Regions from separate parts of the Sus scrofa genome. Here regions 1 and 3 are each linked to region 2. A link is a contact called in public Hi-C data. All regions are on one chromosome and are shown on one strand. The core of a region is the stretch at or near the end of the contact, and the rest is flanking DNA. Distances in the headings are between cores, read along the strand shown. Region 1 overlaps BABAM2 (BRCA1-A complex subunit BRE). Region 2 overlaps RBKS (ribokinase). Region 3 overlaps BABAM2 (BRCA1-A complex subunit BRE).

The links. Hi-C and Micro-C count contacts between places; a contact is called where the count stands out from the background.
Region 1: a Hi-C map of liver shows a contact between it and region 2, with 6 times the contacts expected there. A contact is called at or near these places in 1 of 47 Hi-C or Micro-C datasets (liver) and 1 of 2 datasets of targeted methods (skeletal muscle).
Region 3: a Hi-C map of embryonic fibroblasts shows a contact between it and region 2, with 3 times the contacts expected there. A contact is called at or near these places in 3 of 47 Hi-C or Micro-C datasets (embryonic fibroblasts and fibroblasts).

Annotation. Positions count from the first base shown.
Region 1 is chr3:110,899,452-110,903,939 of Sscrofa11.1, forward strand. All of the region lies in intron 11 of BABAM2 (BRCA1-A complex subunit BRE), which reads right to left. Among named protein-coding and RNA genes, the nearest start is that of FOSL2, 59 kb to the left of the region's middle.
Region 2 is chr3:111,405,521-111,410,223 of Sscrofa11.1, forward strand. All of the region lies in intron 7 of RBKS (ribokinase), which reads left to right. Among named protein-coding and RNA genes, the nearest start is that of TRNAE-UUC, 6.2 kb to the right of the region's middle.
Region 3 is chr3:110,938,723-110,943,527 of Sscrofa11.1, forward strand. The region is part of intron 10 of BABAM2 (BRCA1-A complex subunit BRE); the gene reads right to left. Among named protein-coding and RNA genes, the nearest start is that of FOSL2, 98 kb to the left of the region's middle.

The DNA of each region.
Region 1 (4,488 bases), core at 1,385-3,884, 510 kb before region 2:
TCTCTGTGGTATTAGCATGTGGGTCCCTCTGTGGAAGCTCCTTTCCCCTGACCCCGTGGACATCCTGGCCCTCCCCCCCCACCCCCCACCCCTGTCCTCTCCCCCCTCCCACTGAAACCTCTCCTTGGCCCCTTCCATCCTGCTCTCCACTCCCCTGGCTTCCTCTCAGGCTCGTACCACCCTCAGCAGAGAACCCCCCAATCTGGGTCTCTTATTTCTCTCCCAAACGTCCAGTCCCACATTTCCAACCACCTACGGGACACTGGGACCCGGATGTCTGTCTAAGTGCACGTTTCCATCAGTATCACGTTCCCGGAAGGGCTTTGGGCCGCTGATACGTCTGTAACAGAAGCCTCCGTTTCCAATTCTCCTAAACCCCCATGGTGAATCCATCCTGAAGCTTCTTCCTCTTCTTCCCCGACGTTCTGACACCCTGGCTCCCTGACTTGTTACCTTGCACAAAACTGCTGCTTCTGCCGGCGACACAAGGCTCACGTCGCCTGTCTGTGACAACGACATCAATTCCCTTTGAGTGTGGGTCTCTGTCACTGCCCCACCCTTCATCTGCCCACACTCAAAAGCCTGGCACGCCATGATTTTCACGATTAACACGTTCCCTAGGTTACAGTTTTGGGATCGTGCCTGCCCTCCTTTGAGAAGCTAAAGGTTCTCTCCAGAAAAACTGCAAGTAGGTCTCCTCGCTGCGATGTTACCTGTGTCGGCAGGGGTGTCATAAGCCCCCCGAAGCCCGCGCGAGGTCCGGGGTGCCAGTCCCACTGCCACTCCCCCCAATCTGGCCACTGGCGCCTCCTCACCTGGGCCATTTCGGTCATGCTCAGGCCAAATGCCCTCGGCCTCCGCAAGTCCTCCCGGTCACCAGAAGGTTCTCTCCCTGCCTGCAGACGCCGTCTGTGCTTCTCCCGGGCCACATGTCATGTGTACACATGGCTCGGGAGCCAGGCTGCACTGCCAGCCCTGGAAGGCGGGGACCCCCAGGCCTGCCTCTACAGAGCACCCAGCGAGGACTCTGTGGCTGTAAGGACGGTAACTGCTGACGGCCACCCATTTGCAAGGGCAAGTAAAGCGTGTCCCTTACACGCGGTTCAGGAGGTGAGAGAGAGCACCTCCAGAAAGCTGGCGGATGCGACGTTCAGGTTCCAAAGAAGAAAACTGTAAAACTATAGTCCATTTGCAAACTTTAACCTGTGCCAACAGTTGGCGAGAAGGACAACGCGCCCCCTCCCACCCAGGTCCTGATCAGGACGGTCCTGAGTCAGTCAAATCCCTACCTCTTCTGGGACTTCGGACGGCAAAGCGCACAGTCCGACTGTGCTCCTGGGAGGCGGGCACTGTGATGAGGCAGGTGGAGCCGCAGGCCTAGAGCGAGAGCAGCCTGGGCTCTGTTTCCTCCGGGAGGAGGGGGGGACCAGCCCGCCTGGATGGGACAACGTGTGGGCACGAATTTTGTCAACCGGCCAGCTGCTGCCGTTCATTCCTTCCCCGAGTTTCACCTGCCCGTGTTTGCTGAGGGGAGCCTGGTGGCCCTTCTTCAGAGGGTCCGGTGTGGACAGGTGGCAGCCAACCTCCACTGCATGTGCTTGGCTGCCTGAAGTACACCTCGGAGTGTGACCCACCCCAGCACCACAGGGCGGGGTGGCGCCCCGTCCCAAGTCACAGGTGAGGACACCACAGGCAGAGGCTGTGGGCTCTGAGACAGGTGCCTGAGGAGTGAAGGGTGCTGGCTGCTGCTGAAACTGGCCCCGGGCCCCGGGGTCCTGTCTCCCCACTCTCGCTCCTGGGGTCACCCTGGGCCAATCAGATGAAGCAAATCTCACCAGCTCAAGTTTTTCTCGGAAACTTCTGGGGGAAGGGGCTGCAGCAGCGCAAGCTCCTTCGACCGAAAGGTCTTGGCAAGAGGGAGCAAGCTTTACGGCAAGCTCTTTCCTTCTTCAGAAAGTTCAAAAGTTTCCTGTTCTGTCCTGGGCTTTCCCTGCCAGGGCGAACTGCGTGATGCCGGGGGGGAAGCAGTGTGGAGAAGGGCTATTAAAAGGCATGGTGCTACCAGCTGTTGTCAGCGAGCGCTTCTCAACGCGGATCCTCACGACGTCAGCTCGGGGAGCAGAGGGGGAGGGGAAAATGGCAACTGGCTCCCATCCACGTATAGATTTTTTTTTTTTTAAAGCACCGTTTTCATTTATTTCAGTTGTTATCAGAGAGAGTGGAGCGCTGCCCGGAGCCTATCGCTTGCCAATGGCACTAGCTGTCTGTCACCTTTTATAAAACCCTTTGACCCCCAAGACCAAGTGTGTGGTAAGCTTGCAAAGTGTCAGTGCGTTACAGGGGGTGGGGGGAAGGTTTTCTCACGTCCCCTGTCCCCGTTCACTGGCCAAAGGCACCCGTGGCGAGAGAGGCCTTGAGTCCATCAAGCGCCTCGTTCTGCTCGCACTGGAAGGGAAATTATTTTCAGACCAAATTGGAGCTAAATGGGACTTAGGACAACATAAGCTTCTGACCCTCTTCACGGATCTCAGCCCCTTGCTCTGGGTGTTCGAAAAACACAACTCTGTCCAATCCCAGAGTCTCAGGTCAGCCAAATTAAACTTAAAGAGCTGAGCCCAGGCCGAGGCCAGGTAGGTTTTCCATGAATTGGCTCCTGGCCTGAGCACACAGGCGCAGCGGGGGGTGGAGCAGGCTAACCCTGAGATCAGGAATTAGGGCGCCGGCGGGGGGGCAGAGGGGCTCGGCGGGACTACCTTTCCAGGCCTTGGGTCTCGGGGTAAATCGCTTCTCTTTTCTGGGCACCTACAAAGCAGGGAGCTGTGCCCGATGACCTCCGAGCCCTGCAGGCTAGGGGCTGTGAAGGACGGGGAGTGTGCGGTGCAGGCCTGGAGTGGCCACACCTGGGCTCAAGGCCTGGCCCTGCTCCTTCCTGGTTGCCAGGCATCACCTGGGCAAGTGACTCACCTCTGCAGCTTGAAGTTCTTGGGCTGAGAAAGGGGAGTGATCATGCTACCTTCAAGCGTAATCACTGCTACCCAAGCCTGGTGCCTGGCTTACTAGGTGATCAACAGAGGTCCACTGTTACCATGGCGACCCAGCTGGGTCTGAGGGGGAGAGGCCGAGTCTGTGGGAACAGCCAGAGCACATGTGGCTGCAGAAGAGAAACCCCCCGTGTGGACGGAGAGGCCCTGAGGTCCTTGCTCCGGGTTCATCCTTCCCCCGGGGCCTTCTTAGATCGCTTTTCATTTATCATGTTGAGCTGACAGGTGGAGGCACAGAGATGATCCATTTCAGCACTGGACACCCAACCACCGTCATCGGGACACTGTGTGTCTCCTGAAATGCAGCCCCGAGCTGCTGGACGCATACTCGTGGGGTCTAAGGCTGAGCCCTGCAGTGGGAGGCACCTATGCCCCTGGGTGGCTTCTGCAGAGCTGCTGCCCTGCATGTAGCTCTGGTCAAAGGGTGGGTCAGGGGGAGGTCACTTAGGCAGAGGGATATTTGAGAATCACATGGCACTGGCTGCCCCAGATGGGGGTATCGAAGTTGGCCCAGTCCTCAAATGGACCTTTTACTGTCCAAGAGAACATGTATCCTAAGGCAGGGGGCGGGGGAGGGGGCGCAGTGGGGCAAGTAGAAAGAGCACTGAACCATGAGCAGAAGACACAGGTCCCAGTCCAGGCCCTGGCTCGTTTCCTCACCTGGAGCCGGGCCTGGGTTTCCTTCCCTGTAACCAGAAGACGCATATACCTGGTGATCTCTAAGTGCCACTAGTTAACGGTTCTAAGACAGCCAAGTGACCTTGGCCAAGCCACTTAACCTTTTAGTGTCTTGCCTCATCTGTTGAATTAGGCACCAGCCAAGCCCAGGCCCCGACGAGCCATAGGTGGTGAGCGGTGGTGGAGGCAGGAGTCGTCATTATCTGGGATGCGCTTTCACGCACGCGGCAGAGTCCCGAGCAGGTGTTCAGCAGGTGTTCAGAGGCACCGGCAGTTCAGGAGGCGGAAAGAGGGCCTGTTCCTCTTGGTCGCGCCTCTTCCTCCCATCAAGAGGAGGACCAGAGGCGGGGAGCCCTCACGAAGATGCCAGGGGAAGTAATGCCTGGAAAAGTCAATCGCCCACCCACCGAAGGGAAGGGGCTGAGGGGGCTACAGGGTGCGGTGACAGGGAGCCTTCGGGGAGACCCTCGGACGCCTCAGTTAGGAGCCTCTGTTCAACAAGCCTCCTCTAAAGGGTTTTTCCCCACCGGGACCACAGCGCTTGATTTAGTCAATGGACCTTTTCAAAAGAACAAAAGCCCATCTTGACACGTAAACATCTGAATCGGTCCAGCTTTAAGGAAAGGAAAACCAAAACAGAGAATAAAAAAGTCCCTCGAGGTTGGAGCCTCCGGGGAGAGGAAGGAAGTGCCTAAAGCAGATAAAACACAGCACAGGTGGTGCTCAGAGCACTGTCGCGTGTGGCAGGAGGCACGGTCCCCCTTTGCAG
Region 2 (4,703 bases), core at 1,346-3,845:
GTGAGAAGAATGTGGTTGGACTTTTCCCTTGGAGGTTAGGGTTAGCCTTTATAAACAACTTTGCCATAGGAATTCTTAAACACCAAGCTGCCGGTGCATGTATAATTTAACTTTAAAACTTTACAGACTGTTGAGGGAACATATCTGGGCAGGAAGGAAGCTAAATCTGTTGCCTTGGTGCTTATTGGGAATGCAGTGTTAGTACCACAGAACGGTTCCCACTGGGCCGACATCAACGTCACTTCTCACACAAAACGGCAGCTAAAACCCAGAGATTCGATATGAATCTCATGGGTAAATTGTGACTAAATTATTGGTTAATTATGGGAAAATAAGCTGTTGGTTAATTATGAAATTAGAATAGAAGGAGTTCCTGTCGTGGCTCAGCGGAAATGAATCTGACTGGCATCCATGAGGTCACAGGTTCAAACCCTGGCCTCGCTCAGTGGGTTAAGGATCCAGCCTTGCCATGAGCTGTGGTGTAGTTTGCAGATGTGGCTGGGATCTGGGATTGCTGTGGCTGTGGTGTAGGCCGGAGGCTACAGCTCCGATTCCACCCCTAGCCTGGGAACCTCCCTAGGCCATGGGTGCACCCCCCCAAAAAAAGACAAACAAGCAGAATAAGAAATGATTTTGCTCAAAATTTGTGCCTATTTAATAAATCTATAAGGACAGAAAGTGTATTAGTGGTTCCTATGCCTGGGGGGAGTAGGAAAGAATGAGGAGTGACTCAGTTAATGGGTCCAAGGTTTCTTTTGTGGGGGATGAAATTTCCTAAAATGAGACTGAGGTGGTGGTTGCTCAGCCCTTTGAATATATTAAAGCACATTGAATTGTATACTTTAAATGAGCAGGTTATTTGGTATGTGAATTCTATCTCAATCAAGCTTTTTTTTTTAAGTCAGATTGTTGATAAATTGTGTTCTACTAAAAAATCGCATCAAAATTCTGCTACATGTGGTCTCACACTTGATCAATATGAAACAATGATCATTTGAAATATTTTAAGGCAGAAACTATTTGCTTTCTTTTAATCAGGGTATTTAAAAAGTAGACTATCTCCCTCGAATCATTGAAATTTAATTGTAGTAAATTAAGACGGCTAATAGTTGAAGGCAAAGTCATGGACATTTATGACATAATGATTAGTCCATGTTCCCTCCTGATTTATTTAGAATAACAAGCAGCAGCACTTACACAATAATGATAAGAAAACTGGATTCCCACTGTCCACCAAGATGCTCCTAAACTGATCTGGTCACGGAAGTTGGAAGGTTGAGGTTAGAAAGGGTATGATCTCATTCTTATGATGTGAATACTCGCTGATAAGAGAAGATAGAAATCCTCAGATTCGAGCTGTGAAAACAGGGCTCTTGTGTAAGCAGCATCTATCTCCTGCAGTGTTTATCAGACAGACTGCTCCGTTTTGTCTGCCCAGGAAAGAACCTTTGCCCTTTCCTGCCGTGGGCAGACAGGCCGGGCCGGGCCAGCTCTAATCTCCTTGTTCAGATCCTCGCTCCAGGGTTTGGGGGTTGCCCGCTGCTCACTGGTGGCCAAGGCGACGGAGATTGAGGTAAACAGGAAGGGAACTGGCTGGGAGATGTAGGAATTTCTGGCTCAGTGGAAAGAGAGCAGGGAGCTACCAACACCTGCCTAGTGAGCCTGGCACTTTGGAGGTCGCTGCTTAGGGCTTCTTAATGCACCGAAGACCCCGATGGGGCCACTGGCAGTTCCCTGTGGCAAGAGGCCCAATTTTGGTGTTGCTCAAACACCGTTTTTTCATTACTCACCACCCACCCGTCCTAAGGAGCCTTTTAAGAGATTTTTTTTTTTTCCTAATTGCCCTCCGATGAAACTTTAATTGGACAGATCTGCATCCTCCCCCATACCCAAGAATGAAGGAGCCCTCTGTCCGGTGGCCGGTGCTGTGATGGAAAACAGCAGCGCAAAGGGAGGCACACAGCCTTCCCTGCCAGCAGGTCACCTCCTGCCCGGGCTGTCGGCCGGCCCTTCCCAGCTCAGACGTCTCCAGAAACCTCTCCCTCTGTCCCTCCACCCAAATGAAAGCAGGAGATTTACCGGGTTCCCTGGTCTTGCAATGACCTTGGTACTCTTCCCTTTACATTTCTTTACTCTCCTGCTCACAGACCCTCTCAAGGTCTCATAAAGTATCTCCCCTGCCCACACAGAGAAATGCATTTCAGAGACCCCAGCCAGCACCGACAGATGGTCAGAGTGCTGGGATGCTCTGGAGCCTGGCCTCCCTGTAATCAAGAGCTCCAGGACACGCTTCTGCCCCTCCTGCCTTCCTGACTGTGAGAGCGTCCCTCTGCTCCTCTGAGCTGGGAACACAAAGCCAGCACAGCACAGCACAAACCCCTGGCCCGAGGATCCGCGGGATGGTGACCATGGGGCAGGCGGTTAAGGGGTCTCTGAGAATAAACCATTCAGTCGTCCCCATCTTTGCCGCCACCTGCTCTGCTGCAGGCGTGTGCTGGGCCTTTTCACGTACATTACCCAATTCCGTACTCAGAGCAGCCCTATGGGGTCGATTCCCACGTCACAGGTAAATAGTCACCAGAGAGGTTGAGTCACTTGCCGAGATGGTGCAATCGGGGCTTAAAGTCAGGTCCGTCTGAGTCCACACCATCTACTGCCTTGTCCCAGAGGAGAACACATCTACCCACGCGAGAAAAACATTTTCCCCAGCTGTGTACGGAGGGGCTTCATGGACGGCTGACCATCCTGACAGGTGACACGGCGAACAAAAGGGGAGAAGGCAGAACTGAATACCAGCTGTGTGTTCCCTCCATGCCCCTTCCCCTGGCTTCATGACCCCGTGTCTCCTGCCGATCCATGAGTCACCCTTTAAGGACAAAGAATGACTTCTACCCCCCAGGGCCAACCAGATGGTCGTGCCGCAATCTCCTGCACAGGAACAAGGTAGAAGCCCTTTCTTGGAACTTGGAAGCAAGAGCAAAGCAGGACGTGCACCAGGCTCGCTTGAGGGTAAGCCACCTCAGCAGCTCAGCGCCTGAGCGCCACCTCAGCGGCCCTGCCTGCACAGCGGCGGGGGCCGGGGGGGGGAGGTAGCAGGGACCCTGGTGGATCTGCACTGTTCTCTTGTCCCTTCCCTGAGCCCCTTGCAATAATCGTGTGTGTGTATGTGTGTGTGTGTGAAGAAATGATCCGTTGACTGGGGATTTAGTCCCGTGTCGTCCCATTTGCCTTTTCCCTGGATGCAAACCTTGAGCCTGGCTGAGGAATTCAGGTCCGCTGGGCTCTGCCTTGCTTTGGGTAGGGAGAGGTTTTGAAAAGAAAGGAAAGTGGTATCTGCTTGTCAGATGGAATGCGTTAACACATCGGGGAGGAATGCAAGGACTTTAACTGCGAGGGTCCCTCGGCAGCTTGGGGGATGAGTCATCCTGCGTGGGGACGGATTCCTAACACATGAAGCCTCATGATGACATCATGCTTGCAAGATCATTTGGGCCCTGGAGCCTCCTGACAAGTTCCTACCTCGGGGATTTTCACCACCTGGGTTTTTGTTGTTGTTGTTTTTTTTCCGCAGCCACACTTAATACCCAGCACGCCTTACAACTCACCCACTTTTCTAGCAACTGGAATTTGGCAAATGAGGCCTTTCTCGAGTCTGCCTCAGTGTCATCCCTCCTACAGGGCATTCTTGGCACAGCATGTGCTCCTCACCTAATCAGCACGCCTCCTCCTGACAGCCCTCGATTCAGCCAGCACGCACTTCAAGCTGAGCCTGGCCTTGTGCTCGTGTGAGGGTGCGGAGGGAGGAAGGCCACGGAGGAGGGCAGGGGGGGACCAGGAGGGAGCCTGACCCCGACTCGGGAGATGAGGGAAAACACAGGGCTTTGAATGCAGGGCCAGTCGGCAGATACGTGATGACCAAGTTACTGAGCTGTGTCTTGGAGGAGGAGGAGGAGTTAGTCCAGGGATGAGTTCAAGCTGACAGATCTCCATGAATGAAACCCAGGTCCCGCAGGTCCGTAGGGGAAGAAAGAGATGAAGCCAGGGAGGTGGGCTCGGGAACCTCGTGTGCCATGCGAGGGAGCTAAAGTGCTAGCCTAAGAAAGATGGGAAGTGGTCAAGGGGTTTTAGGCACGGAGTTGAGGTGGCCAGATGTACAGCGGTACACAGGATGGAACGGAAGGGGCCAGACCGGAGACAGGGAGGCCAGCTGGGAAGTTAGCCTGGTCCTCTGGAGGGGAGGGGAGCACGTCCAGAGGCGACGTAGGACAGTGGCAGCAGGGATGAGATGAGGAGACAGATTCGAGAAATATTTAGAATGTAAACTTGGCAACTGGTGATTATCCAGAAAAGCCCCAGGATTTTCAGCGTAGAGGTGCCACAAACGGAAAAGATGAGAAAAGGCCCGTGTTCAGTCAGGGTTACCGGTGCAGTGGGGCAGGCTGAGTTAGAGGCGCCCGCAAGAGCGAGGAGGCTGGTGGAGCTGACGCGCAGGTAGTTAAGGTGCATAAATCCAATGACAGAGGACAGTCTGGGCTAAAGGTAATGACTGAGGACTCACCCTGCTCACAGCCGTTGAAACTATAACAGCAGCAGTACTTGACACACCCAGGAAATTATGGGGACTGAGAAGGGCGGCCGTGATGGACAGAAGCCGAGGGAATATCATTACGGTGGGGGAGGAGGAAGAGACCCGGGGCAGAGAC
Region 3 (4,805 bases), core at 1,124-3,623, 470 kb before region 2:
TCAAGCTACCAGCTTCAGGGGGCTTGGAAATGCATTACATTTTTGTTCCTGTTATTTTGTTTTTACAGAAAATGAGTTGCTGGTATTTTTGATATGCTGAAAAACGATTTTCCCATTTAGTTCTGAATCATCCACTCTGACCCCCTAAATGCCCAAGATCAGAAATGATTCATAACGTGACTGCAAATTTATTTACTTGGCAAGTGAGTTATTCTGATTAAGAAAAACCTGTGAGCCAGATATACGCTGATCTGTACACCACGATCTCTCCAAACACATTATATGACTATGTCCCCCTGAAGATTCTTCTTGAAAAAGTGTAGTTGAAGCCAATATTAAAATCTGAACGCAGTCTGCCGGCTGATGAGGGGAGCAGGAATGGTCAAGAGTATTTCAAAGGTAAAAATCTACAAATTCATTCACATGAGAAAATAAAATCAGCAAAATAAAAATATCCTGCTCAGCTTAACTAGGGCGTATCCTATCTGGATCAGTCAGCAGTCAGTAAAAGGATGGCTGCTTTATTTCATTAAAAAAAAAAAAAAAAAATGGGGGGTGGCACGCCTGCAGCATGTTGAAGTTCCCAGGCCAGAGATGACAGTGACCAGAGCTGCTGCAGTGGCAACGCTGGATCCTTAAACCGCCGGGCCATGGGAACTCCAGGACGGCGTCTTTAAAAATGTTCTACGCATAAGAAGGAGTTAATAGCTAAACTATTTATGAGAAATAGTTTGCATTTTTTCTTAAAAGAGTGATTTGAATGGTACAAATTAGTCAGATTTTTTTTTTTTTTTTTAAACAAAACTTGTTTTTCCTCATCCCCAAATGTTTCTGTTACTTAACATTTCACCGACAGGCTAACTCATGATTTTCTGACACAGTAAAGTAATGACCAGCAGGCCTTTGAACAGCTAACTGGCTTTCAGAAACTCCCAAGGGGCTTTAGCTGTTTAAGTTTGGCCTCACAGTCTCAGCAATGTCCAGTTTGAACCTTTTAACATCAGCTTCCTGGGAACCCAACCCGTCTACTGGCTCAGGTTTGATTCCCAGGGTAGAATCATGGCATCGGCGGGCTCAGGAACTCACTGTCAGGGTTATTTTCACAACAGCTTCCTATGCAGAGATGGAGTCTTGGTCAGCTCTCCATCCACGGAAGGGGTGGCCCTCACTTGTTCGGTATAATTTCACTCATCATTTCCGAAGCATTGCTTTCTTTGTGAACTTGTTGAAACAAGTCACACCCAAACACTTCTAATTGTGCCCCACCTGGGCACGTCACACGAGTCGAGTCGCTCACAGGGCTCCGACGTGCTGGCAGGAGGCTGGCGTAGTTAAGTTCTGCACCAGCTTGCCGCATGCTGGACTGTCACTGCAGGGACAGGTGTCCCACTGGTCATGTCCCAGAGTCAGGGGGGCTACCCAAGCAGCCACTAGCTATGCAGCCTGCACAGGTGGGGCGGAGGGGTGTCGCTTTACGCACTGAGAAATCTGGCCGCCTCTCTCGTGGTTTCAGGAAAGTCATGCTGAAGTTCCGACGGTCTTACCTTCTCTAGGAAATAAGCTTCACTGCCCCTAAATGCTCATTTGTTCACAAGAGAACTTCATCAGAGTTTCATCTACATTCACAAGACTTTCTAGAGACTCCTTACCCCCCCACCAACCTCAACAATGGAAAAAGGACACTGAACAGCCAAAAGAAATGCACCCTTTGTATCCGATCCACAGGACAGCTGCCACATGCTCACGCAGGACATTTAAGGCATAGTTCTAACAAGTCTGATCATACGATTTTTTCCGGGGGCGGGGGGGGACTAATTACGGCAAAATGAGGATAAGATACATTAAAAGCAAGCAGTGATAACTAGCAGTCTGGCACAAGGCAAGGAGGGAGAAAAAGACATAAAACCAGACTCAGGACATCAGCAAACATCCCAGTCTAGGGCCATTCACTGTAGAAACAGAATCTCAACCATCCCTCAAACTATTACCATACCTAGCAATGTTTACTCCCAATCTTGGTAACCTGGCCGGCCCTCTTGGTTGCCCACCCAACAGCCATTCTCCATCCTTCTTTTTTTATGGGCAGAGCCCTCCTCCCACCCCCTAGTTGGAAAGCGCTGGGCATTCACTCCCTCAGCCTTCCATGAAACCAAGGCATGGAAATGTGACTCAGTCCTGCCAGTGGGACCCGAGGGGAAGTGGGCTAGGGGTCCTCTGAGAAATATTTTCCTCTCTGATTAAAGACACATGTAAAGAGAAGCCCCCATTGCATTCTTGCCTAGATCTTAGCATGTGAGATCTTGAGGCTTGGAGCTGTGTCCCTGTCTTGTGACCATGAGGGCAGTCAGCCTGACATCACTGAGCTGTCGGATGCATCATCACTGGTGCTGCCCCCTCCAGATTTCTTGTTATGTGACACAACTGCATGTCCTAACTACTGGAACCTCCTCGAACCGGGTTTTCTCAGACTTGCCGTCAAAGGCGACCAGGGAAATGTTACTTCTTGCAGCTTCTGTTCAAGAAGGCAGGATAACGGTACAACCTAGTTCAGAAATATTTCCACTAAGCCTGGTTAAAAACATTCGAGGCACATAAATAGGAAAGTTTTAGTTGTCTGGAAAAATCAGTTATGTGGGCCAGTTCAATCCTTGAAAATGCCAAACAAATGAGGGGTTAACCATAATTGCTTCCCTGGGAGTCACATCATCAAATATTTTCATCCTTATTCACAAGTCAGCCATTATTTCATTTGTCCAGACCTTCCAAACTCTATATGCCTGTGCTCTTAGGTTAGTAGGGAAGATACTCATGGATTCGCTTCCTGGTGGTTAGTCTTCTCTGGCCCCTCCCGTTCCTTGGAGCCTGGTTCGGAGACAGTCTTAACCCAGGATTGACTGGCTGTAAACTCCCCTCCAAGAGTGATTCCATCTGGGGTCAGTTCTTCCTGAAGGCAGTCCGTTCCCATCTCATGCCCAGGCTGCTCCGCATGGTGGGCACACAACCAATGAGTGACCACCCTGATCTCACCCACGACACACTAAACCTCCGAGGCACATGGATTCTAACCACTAGAGAGTGAAATCCCACACACCCAAAATTCTTGCCTACAGGAACCATTAAAGTTCTCCGATTCAGAAGTATCCTACTCAAGGCATTGAAAAAATGAAATCGTGTCTCCTTTTGCTGTCACTGCCTTAGATTTAAGTGACCAAGGAGACAAAATATTATTCAGATTTTGTTAAACTGGTTTCAAGTTTTCACTATCCTTCGCATGCTCTGATCATGTCAACAGGTTACCTTTGGGGTTGAAGTAGCACTACTGAACTAAAGCCCGAAGTTTCTTGAATTTTGCTGCAAATGCAAAGGAAAAAAAATCATAATCTGGGAGGTGACAGCCCAGAATAATGGGAAAAGGTACATGTAGACTTTGGAGTCAGATAAAAACGGGTTCGATTCCTAGCGCCACCATTTATTAGTGGTGAGACATAGGCAAGCAAAATACTTTGTGTCTTGGAATCTTGATTTTTTTCATCTGCAAAATGAAGATGATAATTCTTATTTCATGGTGTTGCTGAAAGGACTGAACAAAAACAAAGCAGGTACTAAATAAATATGCATTCTCTCCCCCAATCCCTCTTTTCCTTAGTTTGATTGTGGTGGTTTCTCCCCCCCCCAAAAAATCTGGCTTTATACATTCTTTATAACGTGAAATTTCTACTAGAGCATAAAATTTCATGGTGTTTAATTTTACTTTTTTTTTTTTTTTTTTTTTTCTTTTTAGGGCCACACCCAAGGCATATGGAAGTTTCCAGGCTAGGGGTTGAATTGGAGCTGCAGCTGCTGGCCTACATACATCATAGCCACAGCCATGCCAGATCCAAGCCAGGTCTGCAACCTACACCACAGCTCATAGCAACCCTGGATCCCCAACCCAGTGAGCGAGGCCAGGAGCTGAACCTGCGTCCTCATGGATGCTAGCCATATTCTGATATTCTGATGGCTATCTTTCTACACTTTATACAGACCTTCACATCTCAGTAAATATAATGTACTGAAAATAATATAGTCTTTTTCTTGATGGCAGGGACACACGCAAAAGTCATTATATGCACTGGTCTCGAGTGTTAAGGTGATTATCTTGTTCTTTCACAAATGCCTCCCTCCATGAGCCAGACCCCCAAAGCCATCCTCGGTTAAAGAGCTGATGTGCTTTTAGTGTGCTACTGAGGTCCCCAGGGCTACTGGGTGTGACGTGCTGCTTTCCCCCTGATCACAAACTTCCGCTGTTAATTTCTGTTGCCTTTTCCTAGCCAGCTCCTTTTCCTTTGCCTCTTTCACCAAGGCCAACTCTGACTCAGTCTCATCTCTCTTCCTTGCTTCTTCCGTGCCTCTTCCCTTTGTGCTGTCTCCTTTATCCCACCTGTTTCTCAGCCTCCGAAGACTCCAGTCCAGCTGACGGTCCACCCTTGGCCCCAGGACCTGGTCGGAGCAGGTGCAGCGTACGAACCCCGCCATGTGAGCTCAAGCCGCTTTCCTCAGGTACTGCTCCAGGTCAGAGACTGTTTCCTCCTCCTCCTTCTTTGGTTGTTGTTTATTTGCTCCCCTCCAGATTTACAACCATCCCAGACAGTTTTAAAGTTATGGGAAATCTGGCCTCTGCCTATACATTGTTTAGCGTTTGCTTTTTAGGTATTTTACAGATACAAATTAATTATTCCAACACCCAATGAGCCATTCACATAAAACTGTTAAGAAGAATCTCAAGATGAAAGGGATGCCATAGTTTGGCCTGGGAACAGCCAGGT